Linked DNA regions of Gasterosteus aculeatus: region 2 is linked to region 1. A link is a contact called in public Hi-C data. All regions are on one chromosome and are shown on one strand. The core of a region is the stretch at or near the end of the contact, and the rest is flanking DNA. Distances in the headings are between cores, read along the strand shown.

What was found. Hi-C and Micro-C count contacts between places; a contact is called where the count stands out from the background.
Region 2: a contact with region 1 is called in a Hi-C map of tail fin, with 2.3 times the contacts expected there. The contact joins the promoter of LOC120831978 here to the enhancer-like site in region 1. A contact is called at or near these places in 4 of 6 Hi-C or Micro-C datasets (skeletal muscle, tail fin and whole body).

What each region holds. Positions count from the first base shown.
Region 1 is chr14:11,806,853-11,813,326 of fGasAcu3.hap1.1, forward strand. No RefSeq gene overlaps it. Among protein-coding and RNA genes, the nearest start is that of LOC120832154, 26 kb to the left of the region's middle. Within about 2 kb of position 3,694, at least 1 of the 9 cell types and tissues checked has open chromatin away from gene starts, as enhancers often do.
Region 2 is chr14:11,885,940-11,892,413 of fGasAcu3.hap1.1, forward strand. LOC120831978 (ephrin-A5b) reads right to left here and starts at 3,751. Exons shown (of 5, transcript XM_040197965.2): 1 at 2,582-3,751. The coding sequence starts at 2,706.

The DNA.
Region 1 (6,474 bases), core at 2,444-4,943:
AATAAGATGCCTCATCGAGGATGTGTTTGTTTTTCTCTCCACCAGCAGAGGGAACCTTTCTTCAGTTTGATGGCTTCGAGTTCCTTCTCTGTATTTCCACAAGTATCGTTCCCACCTCTGCCAACTTTTTGTCAGTTCTGTGCGACAGCAAAGGTAAACTTTCACTTTGTCTGTTTGTGTGTTTGTGAGTGTGCATGTGTGTGTGTGTGCGCATGTGTGTGTGTGTGTGTGTTTGCTATGTAATCCAAGCTGGTTCGTACAGAAAGCTGTTTGGCCTTCTGATACTCTGCAGTAAATATCAAAATAAAGCTTCACGCAGGAAAGCGCTAATCAGCGCGTCACTCTAAACGTACCGTTCAGATCCCCCACGCACCCCCCCGTCCCTCCCCCACGTCCCCCGCACTATTCTCTCCCCCTGTCAGAGTTGGTCATGAGTGTCAGATTTAATCTGTTGCAGGGGTCGACTGAGCCCCGGGGCGCAGGGAGAAACCCATCATTTTGAGTTTGTTTGTGTGTGTGTGTGTGTGTGTGTGTGTGTGTGTGTGTGTGTGTGTGTGTGATGGATAGAACACATAGAGGAACGGATTGGGCCGCGGAGAAGGAAACAGCCTGACAAATTCAATAAAACACCTCTGAGGAGGCCGCCTCGCCTTCTGCTTCACTTCGCCACTCAGAATAAATATGAGTTGGTCCAAATCGGCTTTGCCGTTGTGTATAATTGTCTCATTTTTTTCCCCCCTCTGGGTCCCGTTGTTTTGCAGAGTGAATCCAATTACGGGTGTCACGATCACTCAGGATGGCGGATGGAGCGGATGATGCGGGGATCTGGACGATTGATTGGTTGTTTGCGGGGTGATCGCATCGATTAACCGGGAAGCACTTCGACCGGCAGTTTCTATCAATCAACGGCCAAATCAGTCTGCAAAGAGCTGAAGTTAAACTGAGGGGGGAAGTGAGACTTTATCTCTGATGCTAAAAGCAGACCCAAGAAATGCGTCTTCCTGTAGTCTCTGAAAAATACTCTTTGGAAACAAATGTTTTATTAGGAGGAATGTTGCTTCCTCCCCCGTTGGTCATAAAAAAGAAAAATGGGGATTTTCCAATATTTCAGCTTCTTGATGTCGGGGGTCAAGAGTGTGGAAGCTGAATCAAAGGTTTGCAGGAAATCAAAGTTGATTGAATTGCTGAGGGTTTGTAGGTTAATGCTGACCAAGTGGCTCCATCGATAATCCCGTGTAAGAAGCACAACTGCCTTTATTTGCGGAAGTCGTCGAGGGATCATTATATACTTTCCCCCTGAAATCAAAATCTGCCACATCATTGAGGACATTCTGATCTTGAACAAACAAAAATGTTTCCATTAACTTTTAAAAGTTTCTTTGGCAAGAAAAATGCCACTAAATCATAAAATTAAAATTATTTTCCAATCAATCTTCTCTCAGAAATAGCAGATATAGTTATTAGTTATCAGCTTTAACCCAACAAAAGACACATTTACTTTACCTGCAGCTGTCACAAACCAAGGAAACGTGTTTATTTTGGACTTTACTCGTTGTTCTTTTAATTGCTCCTTCATTCTGTTCCCAACACACACTTTTTAAGGGTATATTTCTTCCGTCCAGTTTCCCATTTTTTTTCAAATTGCGACTTCATTGTAAGTAACTGCTGTAAAAATTGGGGAGAAAACGTGGGAAACCAAGTTCAGAATCTAAGTTTACCACCACATCTACAGTACAACATTTGCCTTTTTATTGTATCCTGCGGTTTATCAGGCGACCAAAGATTGTTCCCAGCATCTTAGCGGGCCAAGCTAATAAAACACAAGGATCCATCTCGTGAACTAAGCAGAAAACCCAACAGTGTTTGTCTGTTGCTTGGGTTCAGCGTTAAGTGGTGAGGTCAGAGGTGCACAGAACCGATGCCCTGCCCCGAGTGTCGGGGGAGGGGGCAGGACTCCTTCCAATCAATGCGCACTGGCTTTCAGGATGAGGGTTTGGATCCACTGAGATGAGAATCAAGCTGACACTAATGATCCCTCCCCTTCACATGGAGGCAATTATATGGTTTTCCAGTGTTTATTTTTGCAAACTAATCAATTGGTTTGATTCTGCAAAACGAAATTACTTTAACGTGACTGGTTATTTCCACTTGTGGAAATCATTGTGGAGTCATTTCAAAGTAATAAATGAATAACTAATACAGTTAGTCTGTATTAAAACAAAGGACACGTAAGTCACATAAAAAAAGCCCCGTGTTCATGAGAGTAACACTCATGGACTCCAAAAACCTTTTCTTTCATGTTAATGGTATAATTTATATCTATTTATTTCACTGTGGCTTTGCTCCTTCTATTTAAAGCTGTGTCAATGTATTTTGTTTTCCTATTCTAATTACAATGTATAATATGGAAAAAGGCATTGGCACTGACAAACCCACGGATAATGATTCGTAACCCTGCAGAAGCAGCAGAGTCTGTGACTCGCTGATTAACATCGAGAATGTATTATCATCTGAAGAGGCTCGTGGCTCTCTGGCAATAAGTCCATTTGTGTAGCTAGCATGTAGCTTGCTATGCTGTCCATGTGTGGCCAAAAAGAAAAATCTGTTACCCGTTGTTGAATGATGGGTGGTTTTTAAACTGTAACATTTTCCTACGGACTTTCAGTCAAAATGGATTATCATAAAATATACTGTACATGTCGAGGCAAATTGTTCACTACGTCAACCAAAACGCCCGTTTCTACAGCAACGAGACTCAAAACATCAAGGGGTTTAGTTTTGACGTTACTTTAAACATTCTTTTTGATTACCTGATTGTGAGTTTCATTATGAGAAACAGAAGATGGCCGTTTTGACCCCTGACACCACGCGTAGGGTTAAAGCAGAGAGGCGCTCCACAAGTGGTCAATGAAACAAGTCTGTGTGCTTCTACATATTACCGTACATTTACAATCATGTAGGCTAAAGAATTTTGTTTTTGTTTTTTTGTACTTTGTGTAAATAAACTTAATCGGAATCCTAGTTTCACTTTGTTTGTGGACCAAACGTTTGAGTGTTTCCTTATCTTACCTCACAGGTCTGTGAATTCTGCTCAATGTGCACACGCTACCTTGAACTGTTGATAATCAATGTTCGTCCATAAAAACCCGGTCGAGCCGCTTCCCGGGGGCGAGGTGATGGGGGGGGGGGGGGGGGGGGGTGGCGGTCTTATTTATGCAATTCAACACGCGTGTGGAGAGAGTGGACCGCGGCCCTCGGGTCTACCAGTAATCGTCCGGAATAACTTCCAATTAATAAGCCAGATGGTATTTTCACAGTAACACCTGGGATGTCCAGGCACTCAGCACGCAAGAATTAATTCCACTTAGAGTAATATTTCAAAAAGTGTTACCCACTGCGTCCCTGTCTCTCCTTTTGCCAGCGCGGCTGCTTAAAGTTGTAATAAATGTCTCCTGCTCCTCGATGGGCCGGCGCAGGCACACGCGCTCCGGGTTTCTGTTGCAGTGTCCTTGGTGCTCCTGCTGAAAGACATCACTTTCTGGGACCACTTCCAGGGAAGCACAAGGGCAAAACAAACAAAAACTAAATGGAAAAAGGGGGAAAATTCCATGTGTTGGTCTGTTTATAACTCAATATGCCACTCAGGCTGCTGCAGCGCGGAGTGAGCGCGCACACGGGCCAAATCATGTTAGTTAGGCAAACACCACGACATGACGGGATTACCCAGGAATGAGAGCGCTTCAGCAGCCAGCAGGCCTCGGCTCATTTTGTCTTGTAATTATGACTAAAAAACCAACCACTTTGTTGCCCCGTCGACGACTGAATGTGTCAGTTGTTATGAATGAGTTCGAGGGCCATTGTTTGAATGGAAAATAAAACGTAACCCGTTTCTTTAAAATTTGGCAAAAACATAAAGCACAAAAACAAATATATAATTAAAGTAGAATACACTCCAGCCAGTAACTTATTCATGGACACAATTCCTCAATTTAAAGGGCACAAACATAATAATAATAATTAAACTCCAGAAAGCCTCCAAGCTCAACACAAAACCACGTTTCTCTCACGCACAACCAATCACAAGTCACAGGACAAAAAGTCGTGTGAAACTACATGTTTACAAAGTACGTGTGAAAGTATAAAATTCCCAACAAATTCGGTTCAGCCACAACACCGAATGTAACGCGACAGTATTTTCCCTGCATGCATAAAACTTCAACATGGGCGGTACAAATGTGAAGAACATTACAGCGCGGACAAATGAGAGAAAATGACCAACTGGAGTTCCAAACCACATGGCTGACGCTCACGTCTTCACCCCGGGCTTCAGGCCTGTGCAGCGCTGATCTCTGACCAGGGAAATGAAAAGAAAGGGAACATTTACTGTAATTGTATTAACATTTGCAGGAAGCATCGTATTATGGACGCTGAGAGAAAACTCGGTTGGATGAGTCATAGGCTCAATTGATTTAACCACAATTGTTTCCACTGCACCAGCTTTGTGTGAGATTCAGCGCTGTGGGGAACTGGTTCCCAACCTTTCAATTCCAGAGATGTCTTGTCACAAACAGACGTTCCCCGTCTCCGGAATACTAAGGTCCGAAGCTCGGGATCCCAGTCACCCCTCTGTGGCACGTTACAATGGTTTGTGCCACTCGGGATCAGCCCACTGAGCGGGCGCGGCCACTCCCACCAACGCACCTGTGGCTCGTCTCTCATCAGGAGAGGTTGGGCATTTAAGCTGCCGAAGCCTCAGAGGCCGGTGCGAAGTCTTGTGCATGTTGCCATCACATTCTGAGCGTTAACTAGATATCCTGTTTCTGCCTACCTGTTATTGACCTCTCCTTTGTCCCAGACCTCGTTCACGCCTGCCTGACCCCCGACGGTACCTCTGCCTACCTCTGCGCCCCCGGCTCTCGACCCCCCGCCTGACCTCCAGCTACGACCTCGCCTGCTCCCTGACGGTGCCTCAGTCTGTTCCCTGCTTGCCTGGCTTTTCGACCCCTGCCTGTTCACCGGACTCTACCACGCCTGATCCTTGTCTGTACCCCGCTAATAAAACTGCGCTCTGCGCTTGAGTTCACTCTGGTCTCTTGTGGTGCGTTACATGTCTGCTCCCCTTTTCAAAAAGGTGGCTTCCTTTTAGCTTCAGAGCAGCTTAACCAAAAAGTGATGTTCTCTTCTCTGATTGTTTCACTTCAAAACTTTCGAAGAGGTAAAAGTTTACCACGGAAAAAAGCAAAGATGTAAGAAAAGCTTTAAACGTTTTTATCTTTTCGCCCTTTAAATGACCCTTAACACGAGAAAGAGGCAGATAATGACAAACTGTCTGATCAACATTCAAACTGCACTTTACAAACTGCATCATCATCATCATCATCATCCATGCAAATTGAAATAATTTCTCCCAGGGCACCAAGAGATGGAAGGGATTACTTATCCAGAGATACCCAACTGCATAATACAGTCATCACTGCAGAAGAATAATCATTACATTTCAAGAGTAAAATTATACCACTTGACACCAAAGCATTTGCCCCCGCTATGAATATGAAATGCTTCATTACCAAAATAGTGGAGAAGAGCATCCAAATAATGAAACGTGGCATGTTTTGTCTGCGCCTCTCCTCGGCGTTCATTGTCAAGTGCACAACGGTCGTGCTGTGATGAGCCTCCTTTGATGATCACAAATGAAATCAGAGCTCATTACGACCAGTTTGGTGATTATCAGCCGGCCCCCTTTTCCCCCTTTTTCTTGCTCATAACGATCAAAGTCGCTCAAAAACGCGCCTCCCTGGGAAGTTCTCCTTCTTGCGGTCGGCCGTCTCCTTGTTTCCCAGAGGCAGAGCAGCAGCAGGGGGGGGGGGGGTCTCGGCCCCTCCATATGGAAGACATGTGCACCCGCCTGTTAGCTCACGGTAACTCTCTGCCTGTACTCTCTGATGTCATTAGTAGCTTCTCTTGTCATGAAGGAGGTTGCCGTCCGTCTTTGTCAAAGGCCGCCCATTAAATCATTATTAGCTGGCTGAATGCTGCAGGAGGGGTTTTGCTGCCTGCGTGGCCGCTTCTCTGAGTTATGGCCAAATATTGGCTCTGTCAGCCTGTCCTTTAATTGATGGCTCTGGTTAAGCTTGGGCCGATCCATGAAAGAGCAGGTTCTGCTCTGTGGGTAACGCCGGTCTGGAAGCATGAGGAAATATGAGACCGAGGAGGCAGTGAGTCACAGGAGGACACAGAAAGTCCCCGCATTAAAAAGCCAGGAGAGGCATTACATCGATCCATGTAATGTAATGTTGCCCGTGTCCAACCTGAGCACACATAGTATTACTTCTCAGGAGATTAATAGGAGCGGAGCCGGGAGCAGGTCTCCTAAGATCTTTTTTATGGCTGCATTTTTGTATTATTGTGCAGCACTTAACATTTATAAGAAAATATATTAACCCTTTCAACCCCTGCGTTCATACAGGCTCATGT
Region 2 (6,474 bases), core at 2,501-5,000, 79 kb after region 1:
CTAATATATTAATACAACATAGTTCAGACGTCAAAGTCAGCAGATTGAATTCAAGTTTTTATTTCTTTTGCACCATGCAGTCTATTTTCAGAGGATACTTCCAGATGTATAAACATGAATAAATGTTGTGCACGTAAGCGGAGCCCTGGACTGAACTTTAGGGCAATAAACTTTGCAGATATCGCTGCGGCCGCCACGCATTGCTCTTCATTATTGTGACATTATCTGAAATCCTTCTTGGTCTACGACTACAAAGGAGCCTCAACGGTGTTCTGCCAAGTATACTCTCTAAACATCGTCCTCGGGAATACATCCAAATTAGGAGCATGGCCAGACTTTCCACACCTACGTGCACACTTTGACTAAAGGGCTGACTCGGAATAAAGCAAACAATGCAAAGGCTTTTCCCGCCGTCTCCGCACACTGAGGGGCTTACGGAGAAATGGCACAATTATCCGAAGCCTTTTTTGGTCAATAAATCAATCAATCAGTCGTGACTGCGTGCTTTCTTTCCAAGCAAGCTCCCAGATCCCGGAGTTTCATTTCATTTCATTAAGTGGCTTATAGAAGCGCAGCTACTCGCTGTCAGTGGAGGATTTTCAAATTCCGGGCGAAGCTAAACCGGCTGTGAATCTCACCCCTGCTCTTCCTCCTCTTCCTCTCCTGCTCGTCTGAGCCTAATCAGCAACAAGCATCAGCGCAGGAAGATGTCCCCCCCGAGATGGAAGCAGAGCAAACATGAAAGCATGTCTATCTAAATCACGCAAAGAGAAAGGTTTCTTTTTAGCCCCTTTCAAACAATAGAAAAACATGAAATGTCATCGCATTTCCATTTTTCACGACTCACTTCCCATTTCAATTCCAGAGCTCCTGTAGGGGATTTCATGAATGGCTGAGTATGGACCGCTGCTCCGGATGCCATTCCGCCCCACTTTGGTCAAATATGCAGCGGAGATGTCAGGAGAGGGGGGTAAGAAAGCTCATCTGGAAGCTGGGGCGGTACCGCAGCGGGTTCCCGGGGCTCCAATACCGAGTGTGGTTACATTAAGCAGCGGGGATCCGGGGGCTGGCGAGCTCGTACGGAACGCTGTTGGGTTCTGCTGCAGGTTAAGGGGGGGGGGGCCCGGGCTTTAACCGCAGCCCTCCCTCCCATTATGCAGCCGGGGTCGGGTTTAGATTAAATCCATGAATGAGAAAAGGAGACAGTCATTTAGAGTTACTCATTTATTTAGCCCTCCATTCTGCAGAGACAAAGCCCATGCGGGGCGCCGCGCCGGGCCCATCACCGGGCCCCATGGCCGGCGGTGCTGCCCCGGTTTTGACCCTGACAACAGTCCCCTCTGTGCTGCTTAACCCACAACTTGCCCGGTTACTACCAAGTGTGTGACCTCAGCATGCGGGGATCTCTCACAAGGCCGAGAGCCACGCTGTGCCTTGGCCGCTGCTGAAATGTCCCTGTGTACCCCCTCATTGTCTACCCCAGCGTGGGCCGGCAGGGGGAGGAAAAGATTGGGGGAGGGGGGGGGGGGGTCTTGGATGTAGGAGCCCAGCAACCAAGACACCAGACTTGGGAACCAGGAAATGTTTTGGATTTGCATCATTAACAATCCCGTCAGTTAACTCCTCAACAGGCCGGTTCCTTGTTCTCTTCTCTGATGTACATTTGCATTCTTTTTGCTTTTTTTTAAACTTTTTGTTTGACTCATGCCGAAACTGCAGCCAGCAACGAAAGTATTCCAACTGAAACAAAGTGACACACACATTATATCACCATGTGCTCGAGTGCCAACGCCAAGGCACTGAGTCACCCGGGGAGGTGTCCCGACACACTCTGGAGAGAAATGTCACTTTGGTATTCCAACTGAACGAGCTGCACTCATATGGACTAAGTTGTTTTTGGAGGGGGGGGGCTTGATTATGAAAACCGTCACAGGACAAGCTGCTCGTTTTTGAGTCACCCAAAATCCACAAATCCACTCATTGAGCCTTTTTGATGAGCTGAGCAGCGCCTCACTGTGATAGTGATAAACACACTCACAATTATATCAAGTAGGACCCATTGCAGCAGACTGGAGAGTCATTTGAACACAGGCGGCGCGGGTCTCCTCGTACGTGGGAACGTGGAGCGAACCACCGAACATGAACGCGTAAAGGCGCGTAACAGCGGACAGCCCGCGTGCGAAGGCTCTTGTCCCTCCGAGAAGTATATGTTTCATGCCGCACAAAACTCGTTCAGATTATGTAGGATTATTAAATCATGAATTATCAGATCAGATCTCCTCGGTGGAGGCAGCGCGTGAGTGCGGACACATCGTAACGGTGTTCATGCAAAGCAGCAAAATAAGGAAAATATGCATCGTTACAAATCGATGTAATTGCAGGTTTGGATATTTAACTGGTAAGTATATAGAATGACGTTTTGTTAAACTGCTGGGGATGCGGAGTGCGCGCGCCGTGCGTCACCCGACGATTAAAACTACCGTAAAACCGACCAGAGTACAGCTTGAACAGGGTGACGTTTGAGGGGGAAGTTGGCCACCTCTGTGCGCCGGTGCGCAAGGGTGAGAAGGGTTCTACTTACTTGGGGTTGGTCCGGTTCCAGTAGACGGCGTAGCGGTCGGACACCACCTTGGACGCCGGGTCCTGGCAGTAAACACACACCACTACGACGAGGAAGAGGAAGAGGATCATTTCCACTTGCGGCATCTTGGCTCTGGAACTCCGACGGTGCCAAATTGACTCCGGTCCCGGTGCCGATGTGACGGATGTGGCGGGGAGATGTTGCGCGGAGAGTCCGCTTTACAGGTGCAGCTTCCTGCTCGGTGTTCGCAACCAAACGAAATGTCTTTCTCTGCTTTAACAAAAAAAAGAAACCGGCTTGACGACAGTCAGATCGATGACTTTGCACCAAAAACCTTCTGCTCGAAAACGACTTCTACTTCAAAAAGCCACAGTGTTTCTGCCCCAACGATCCTCCGCAACTCCGCTGCGCGCTGCGAAACTGTTTCTCCAACTCGCCTCGAATTTCCCGGAGAGGAGGTGCGCGGTGTGGAGGGGCAATATTTAAAAAACCAAGGAGGATGAAACACAACAGATAAACAGATCAGAAATACAGTCCGTGCGGCTCCAGATCCGTTCGGTGCGGTTCGGGAGGGAAGCCCGAAGGACTCCAAACCGGCAGCTTCTTCGGCTCCAGCTGAACCTGCAGCCGCCCGAGCGCTTCTGTCCCTCCGCCGCAAACAACACACGCACACGGGCAGGAAAACGAGGAAAAGAGAGGAGAGAGATAGAGAGGAAAACAAACAGAACGTCGCTGCGTAAACGCGCACAGTCTCCGGGTTGAGCGTCACCCCGACGAGCGGCTCCGCAACATCACCGAGAGCGCACAAGAAGCGGCGATGTCGATGTGGAGGAAGCAAACGCGAGACTGCGGCGCTCGGTCTCCTGCGGCCATGCTCTCCCGGACCACCCCCCTCCGACTCCCCACGACGACCCCCTCCTCCCCCTCCTTTCTCTCTTTCTCTCTCCACCTTCCTGCCAGCCGGGGTACGCTGCAAAAGGTGCTGCTGGTCGCTGCTGAATCTTCTGGAGCAAATTATGCAAAACGGAAAAGAATTTCAGTCCTGTTTGTTGGCGCGGACATTTCTTGCTGGTACAGTTTCACAGTTGCACTAATTCTCATTGGCTTGGGTTTTGCATGACGGTCGTTTTGTTTACGTCGACATCCCTCCTACATGTGTTTCTCTGCCCCCTCCCCCCCCCCGGCTGGCAGACTCATCCCAGATCGTTTCACAACGTGCTCCTCTTCGACGCGTTGAACTTTCATTTCACTTGGTCTCAATCAATGTAACGTTTGTCCTCAAATGTGATTTCATTTAAATGTCCCAGAACCAAAGTTCGGCTCTTTCCAATAGAATTAAAGAAATTTGCTCGAAGGAATTTTGCGGAAAACAATTGCTTTGTCAGTAAATGCAGTGGTGCCTGCCAGAGGAAATGGTTTCCAACTGCTCTCCAGACGGTCCCTTTGACTGCAGTGCCTCAAAACCAGTTAAGCATCTCGGCTGGCACGACTTTTCGTTTGCATTGTTGGGGGGAAACAAACTTTCCATTCTGCATTGAATTACGTCACAAGCCAAACATTATTATGCGTGCAAAATCAAAATGCTTTAATTTCCTCTAGTTTGCCTCTAAATTATAGATTTAAATATGTTTTGTTTTTCTCAGCCACATGTTTGTCTCCCAGACATTCCAGACTGCTTTGCTTCCCTTTCGGGTTGCAGGGCTTGTGGACACACGTAGTTTGGGTCCCTGACTCAGTGCGCCACGTAGTGGCGATCATTGGAAAAGCAACAGGAATCGTCTCTTTGGAAAGAATTCAAGACTGTGCACACACTCAAGAACATTTGAAACATTCTGAAAAACAGTACTTAAGTGGAGTTGGGAGAAGGTCCATTAGTGAGTCGGAGCAGATAGGGACAGACTTCTCTCTAATCCTCTTCATAAGAACAGCAGCACAGGGGGAGCTCATCCGAGGGCCGCTGGGCTCAACTGGAGGGTTGTACAACTTTGCCGAGCCGCTGAACAGTCGCCACCGGCGCTGCTCGGTCCGCGGCTTCTGTTCACAGACAGGCTGATTTATTCCCCCTGAACCAGGCTGGTTCAGGGTTGCTCATTTGTTAAGTCCCCAGTGTGGACATTCATTGCAAAACCTCTGCTCCCATTGCACCGAATTGCATTTCTCCAATAGAAGCAACACAAAAGGAGGAATGGGGAGAAATACTTTTTCAAATCAAAAGGTTTTTTTTTTATTTGACCAAAATGCAATCGATCACCTGCAAAATTAAGTGAAATAGAAAGGGTTGAATCACACATGTATCATATCAAATGTTTTATTGTCTGTAACTGCGCAGAAGAGTGGCTAAGTGGTTCACACTGCTGCCTCGGAGTAAGATGACTTTAGTTTGTTAGCATCCAACAATTACCTTTTAATAAACAAATGTGGACTCTTCTTTTCTTACATGTGGCTTTTTCCCCATGTCCCTTAATTTGATTAATTCATTCATTTAAAAGGTACATTCATGCAACTGCAATTAACAACTTCAAATTCAACTTTTTGATGCAAGAAACAGCTTTGGTATAAAAAGGATCTCAATCTGGTGGTATCTTTCTCTTTTTAATGAGTTCAATTGTCCACTAGATTGTTAGATGAGATGAGTGCTGCTCATTTGGTGGTATGATATTGTACCTTCAATAAACCAACTGGAGGGTGTTCAGAGAACACATCATGAAAACGTGTCTTAGTATAAGCCTACGGCCATGGGGCGGATTTAAAACAACCCCTTCACTGAATTTTATAATGGTTTATTTAAAACCTTGATCATGCTAATGTTTGTGGAGATACAACCAACCTCCAATTCCAAAGGACATTCAGAGCGTGTCCGGTGCCTCCTCGCGTCTCCGAACGCAGTGAAGGCTGAGCCGGCGGCTAACGGCTAACAGAGCTAAACCTGCAAACAGTGCCAACGAACGCAACAGGACAGAGCTTTGCCTGAGGAGCAGCCGGAGAGGTGAGTGCTACAGTTACGCAAGGAAACCGCCCGGTGCAAAGGATGTTCTCAACTCTCACATGCGCGTCCAGCACGGATACGTCAACGAAGCACAGAGGAGCTGAGATACATCCCACAAGAGGGAGGGCGACTCTGCCCTGGTAGACATTATTCCACTATGTCATTGTTGTTCAGTTCATGCAACAGTTGATGCAAAACTGGAGCGGCGTAGAGGATCCACAGTAAACCAGTGAAGATCAGCCTGGAAACTAACCTGACTTGGACCAGGATACTCTGCAGGGGGTCTTTTCCAGAGTAGACTCCTTTATGAAGCAATTTCCTAAAAATAAGGAGGAATTACTGAAATAAGCCATGGCTTTGCTGCTAATCTTGCTTTATGAAATACACAATTATACATAATCCAAAAGAAACAACTTGTGAAGAAAAAAAAACATGTCCGCCCCGGCAACATGCACCTGCTGTACGACACGAGCTGAGCCAGACTGGGCTCATCATCCCCCTGTTGGCTTTGTTTACAGTAAACCCACCTCACACTGTGTTTGTTTGGGTGCAGCAGTGAGGTTGTGTGTGTGTGTGTGTGTGTGTGTGTGTGCACACATGCATGCGTGTGTCCTGTAAATGCATAAATTGTGTATACACAAACCTTCAGGTCTGAGAGGGGTTTTGTTTCTCCCATATGTGCACGTGAGCTTGGGTGCACACACACACACTTGTGTGTGTGTATGTGTGTGTGTGCGCGCGCGTCAGGCTGATCAGCCACCTCGCCCAGGCAGACTAATCCATGAGCTATAATCACCTCATCTCGCCGGCTAAAGTGCCTGTCCTACTTCATTTACGCCTGATACACGCCTGTGTTCGCCAAGACAATGAAGGCATTATAAATTAGGGTCAGTGGGGCTGCGATCAC